Linked DNA regions of Zea mays: region 2 is linked to region 1. A link is a contact called in public Hi-C data. All regions are on one chromosome and are shown on one strand. The core of a region is the stretch at or near the end of the contact, and the rest is flanking DNA. Distances in the headings are between cores, read along the strand shown.

Region 1 (2,700 bases), core at 8-2,507:
CAAAAAATAGGAAAACCAAACAAGTACACTCTCAAGCTGTTACCAAGAGCCTAGTCCCATTCAACACATGCAAGCACAACGTAATGCAGATCGTGGCGATAACCATCGACTTATCGCTCATATACCTCACGACGCGCAGGCCACTGTCAACCACGGAGCCACCGCCCTTCCTTGCCCCATCCTGCAGCTTCCAAAGAACAAACTCCAGAAATGACCGCACTGTCTCAAATGTGACCCTCCCTGTAACATCAAGCACAAACTTCCTGTTGCTAGGAACTGCCAACGTGCTCGACACCGTCTCCACCCACCCTTCCCCAGCTCCATTGGCATTGCCACTGACACTACCATTTGCACCCAAGTTGCCATTAGTACTGTACAGGGCATGGTGAGTGGTCTTCACCAAAGTCTCAACCGCAGCATTGCACACTGAAACAAGCAATTCCTTGACCTTAGCGTCATGTCTCGGATTGGTGAGCCCTTCGAAGAGCTGCTCGTAGGTGTTGATGTGGATGGTCTTGTCAATGAACTCCCTCACAGCAGTCCCCACGAAGACCTCAACCCAGTTGCTTATCGCCTTCCGGCACTTTCCAGTCGCAACCACGTTGACCCACATCGTCGGGGAGGAGGACGCCTCCCCTTGTGGTGAAGGAGCGGAGTAAAAGGCGAGGACGAGATGGCGGGCGAAGCTGCCGGCAACCGCGGACGCGAGGCGCTCGCCTGAGTCAGAGAAGAGCCTGTCTACGAGACGATCGGAGAGGGCCACGGTACCGCCGGATGCGGGCCCGGAGCTAGAGGATCCCGACCCGCGAAGGATCCCGGAGGTTACTGCCTCGGATAGGGTGGAGACGGTGGCGGATACCTCAGGGGAGGCGGCGAGCTTGGCCAGCTGCTTGACGCTGCGGGGGACCTCGTCCGCGTCGGAATGGACAAAGTCGGCGAGATCGGATGTCACCAGGGCCACGGCGTCGGCGGATGATGCGGCGGCATCAGCGAAGGCCGCGATGGCGGCGGCTAGGCGCACGAGGCGGCGGCGACGTTCCGCGACGGCAGGGTGGTGGTAGATCTTGTACGCGCCGACGGCCGCCGCCGCACCGGCCGCAGCGAGGAGGATCCAGCGGCGGCGGCGCCGGGAGAAGACGACGAGGCGGTCCATCGGTTGCAGTTCCCGGTCGCCGGGGGATACGGTTAGTTTGGGAGGCCGCGTGGGACGGTATGGTGGTGGGCGTAACTTGCCCGGCTAGTTTTCTTTTCGAGTAATGCATCAATTCCTCAAAGTTTAGTATTTATCGATACCTATGAATATTAAGGGAGAGTTTGGATAGCTTTCCAGCTTCGGTAATTTATAATATCAATTTAATTAGTTTTAAAAATATTTTAAATCTATATAATAAACAAAATGATATTTCTAAATGTTTTATAGAGGCTTACAACTTTTGCTCTATAATTTTCTATAGCATCTAATGATCTGTTCCACTAATCACACCAATTTTTTAATTAGAGTTGTTCCAAACAAATTCTAAGTAAAATATAATTATACAATTAATTACACATATAAATATTAATTTTATCTAAAAGATGAAAAGAAATTAATAAACATAATTAAGTCTATATTCAATACTCTTAATTGATATAAACATTTGATGTGACATAAATTATATTTTATTCACTGGAACTAAACACCTCTAAACCAGATTTTGAGCACCAACGTCGCTGGTATTACAACGTATTTAGGGCTCCATGATTGAGCGAGCACGGCTTATCCACTTGATGTTTTGCTTTTAATCTATATGGATATTCGTGTCGGATAGGGTACCTAGCTTTCGGGTAATCGTTTTTCTTTCTTCTTGTACAATATTTTTATAAAATCATAACTTATACTTATGAATTTGAATGAAGATAAAGTTTACATAAAACTATATAGCTTGAAGATAACTACAACTTTGTAGTACATCACATTTTTGTAAAAACTCATGTTCATGTTCAAGTTATTGGAGTAATGTCTAAATTTATATCACATGTGTAATTCTAATACTCTATAGCTTATTAATAGACTATATATCATATGTGTTGGACTATCTTTTGTTTTATTAGACTATCTTATGTTATTTGTAAACTATCATATGTTGTACTACCTCTGTTATTGAATATTTGTCACACGCTAGCTTATTTTTAAACTAAAACGCGACAAATAAAAAAGAACGGATGGAATATTAGATTATTATGTGATCCGATTTTTGTCATTACATTTGAACTATTATATTAGACTATTGTATTGTCGGAGAGGAAATTCTCCGGCCGGGTGGCGGAGTGCACCCGCCCTAAATCCTAAGATGAGGAGGGAGCTTAAGCGTTTTGCATGTCTTGCTAAACGATCATCAAACACATGAACACACGAGGATTTAGAGTGGTTCGAGCCGCCGGAGCGTAATACCCTACTCCACTGTGTGTTGAATTGTTGAGGAAGCTTGTGCTGTGTGTAAGCCTGAATGACTTGAGTCTCTCTCGTTGCATGTCTCCCCTTTTATAGTTCAAGGGGGCATGTACAAGGGTTCTGAGCCCCGACATGAGGGCCCAGGGACAAATGGAAGGATGGATCTATTGCTTGCCATGCTTGTATAATCTTCGTGCGGTCTGACACCCGAGATCTGCGTAGCCTCGTCGCACAGGGGGAAGCTTCTCGTATAAGGGATGAGTACAGCG
Region 2 (2,700 bases), core at 31-2,530, 150 kb after region 1:
CATCCGTCTTTCTGTTGCTACCTCCTTCTCTGCATCCGTCATTGGTGGAGGATTCGGGGGAGGAGGTACCCAACGCTTAAAACGCTCATGACTGGTCCTTCCACTCAACCAATTAACGAAAAGAAGATATCGAGGGTCAAATTTATCAGGACCATCGATCCACTGGAAAAAGAAACACCTCTGATGTCCCTAAAATAATGGAAAGATGCACTATTACATATCTACAAAATAATGAACGCGAACAAAGTTAAGTGACAAGTCATAAGCTACGTACGTCCAAAGTGCCACAAAGGTAGTAGCAGCGAGCAGCCGTGTCTGGATGTTGTGATTGATGTACCCAAGCCAGTCTGCCACAGTCACAGTTAGGCACGGGGAGTTCAGGAGGAACAGGAGCATCCTTACTAGATACGTCCGGATATAACTCCCGAGGACGACCTCTCTTCTGCCACAACGCCTCTCGGTACATGTCTTTCATCTAATAAACGATTATAATTATCACTTGTACCTATTATGCTTTATAATAAGTCTACACAAACTAATATTCGAAATAATAATATAATAGGTGTATACAAATTATTTAACTAACAACCCAATATACAAAACGAATCAGTTCGAAATCATACCTTGGCCTACGAAGTGAACCAACTCAAATCTTTGAATCCAGCAATTTTTGACGAAGTTTGGAAATGGGATGAAATGAGCTGCTCTCGGCCAGCCGCGCGGGCGTTTTTATAGGCATTCGTACCTCGGCGCCAAGATCTGTGGCGCCGAGCTACGAGGCCGCGCCGCCCCCACGTCGGAGCCAGGTAAGCCCTGGACGCAACTAGCCGTTGCGGCCACGTCAGAGCTCGGCGCCATAGGCTGTGGCGCCGAGCTGTGTTAGCTCGGCGCCACGGCCTATGGCGCCGAGCAAAGGGTCCAAAACTGCATTTAAAATTTTTTTAGGTATAAACGTAAATTTACTTCGGTTTAGGGGCTAAAATACAAAAAATTCGGCCCTGGCTGCAAAAAACGTATAAGTAAATGAGGAAGAGCAAGGTTTTCAGACCTGGGCTGGGCATGCGGAAAAGGTGCAGTGGTTAACCTATTCCCCCGTCAGGCTATCACACAGGTCGCAGCAAGGAACCCCAGGAGAGGGGAAAAGTTGTGTGTGGCGTTTGCGTTTCCACGACATGTCACAGTCAACGGCCTTTTTGCAGGCTCGCCACTATCGTGTCACATTGGTGCTCGCCTGCGCTGTATCTGTATATATACACATACCACACGCGGTGGGGTTGGATGCATAGAGAGCAGTTGGATTGGATCAAAGAGAGGAGGGCTTTGCTTTCCGTTTTCCTTCTCCAAATGGCTCATTAGCTCGTGCTTCTTCCTTCCTTGCTACCGAGTTCGGGGCGCTAACCAATGCGCAGCGACAAGCTGATCTCTGTGCGTGAGCTCCTTTTCCGCTCCTGTTTCTGTTCTTCCTCTTTGCCTCCCTTTCTGTTTTGCTTCGTGTGTCCTACTGGCTTGCTGCTGCTTAGACCGCTCTACATTTTTGTTATTTCAGTTCCTGATTGACTCTTATTAGTCTTAGCTCTGCCACGGGATGGAGGTGGAGGCTCTAGAGAAGGGGTACACAGCTTTTGCCAAGGCGGTGAAGTCTTTTACTTCTTCAGAACGGTACAAGCGATCAGAGAGGTTGGTGTCTGCAGGCTTCTGCATACTTCTTATTCTCTTTTTTTTTTTGGGTTGTTGTTCAGATGGAACTATGTTCAGAATGTGATTAAGGTTTTCCAGTCGCAGCTATTTTGAGGACATGTATGGTACAGATGCTTTGCGTTCTTCAGACAAGACAATTGTTCTACCTATGCCAGTAAATATTAATTCCCCTCCTGCTTGCTCATCAATATTGCAGTGCTCTCGTTAATTGCGAGGTTCTCACTTCTCGCTGCATATTTCCTGTATTCTTGAGTAACTTGTGCCTAATCTTCCTTCACAGGAAGCTGTAAAAGCTAAGGTGAAAGGTGATATCAGCAAGGAAGCTCAACCTGGAAGGGGAGCACAAAGCACCTTGAGAAAGGAGGTAGGTGTAGTCTGATTTCTTTCATATAGTTTTTTTTATATATCGCACATAAGAACTTGCATTGCCATCTGTGTCATTGTGTGTGGGCTTCTGAAATGGAACAATTGTTGTGTGGCCCTTTTCGGCTGGGCTGCCAACAGCCACAAAACAAACCGTTTTCGACGAAAAAGCAGGAGCACTGCTCAATTTCAGTCACAGGAGAGGTGAAGCAAGCTAAGATAACTTTTTTTAAGCAAAACGATTTTGATGGCATTTGTACTTCGCTAAATGACACGACATATTTGTTGACAGTCTAAAAAGTCTTATCTCACTTAAAGTTAGTTGAAAAAAATGCTCAGATAATGTGTCAAAAAGGTGAAAGCCCATTTTTTTTTTGTCCCTGAGCCCGTTGCTGCTTCTCGATTTTCTGCTGAATCATCCATACTGTGGAGCGTGGACTCATGAAATCACCTTGCTGACGCAGATCCTTGAGCTTGAGAAGCACTTCAGGGAACAACAGGTTGTGAGTGGTGCACTGGAAAACGCTTTAGGACCTAACGCCGGTTCAGTCAACTTTTCACCAGAGAATCCAATGCCAAAGGTAACTACTTTTCACCCAAGAACTTACTATTGATTGCTAGTCTGCTATTTCACCACTC

The links. Hi-C and Micro-C count contacts between places; a contact is called where the count stands out from the background.
Region 2: a Hi-C map of ear shows a contact between it and region 1, with 2.0 times the contacts expected there. The contact joins the promoter of LOC100286076 here to the promoter of LOC100283336 in region 1. A contact is called at or near these places in 2 of 25 Hi-C or Micro-C datasets (ear and leaf).

The regions. Positions count from the first base shown.
Region 1 is chr5:6,003,252-6,005,951 of Zm-B73-REFERENCE-NAM-5.0, forward strand. It overlaps LOC100283336 (CF9), which reads right to left and starts at 1,258. Exons shown (of 1, transcript NM_001156237.2): 1 at 1-1,258. The coding sequence starts at 1,153. The coding sequence ends at 32.
Region 2 is chr5:6,156,613-6,159,312 of Zm-B73-REFERENCE-NAM-5.0, forward strand. LOC100286076 (ternary complex factor MIP1) reads left to right here and starts at 1,281. Exons shown (of 12, transcript NM_001414379.1): 1 at 1,281-1,425; 2 at 1,547-1,677; 3 at 1,783-1,852; 4 at 1,979-2,062; 5 at 2,526-2,642. The coding sequence starts at 1,586.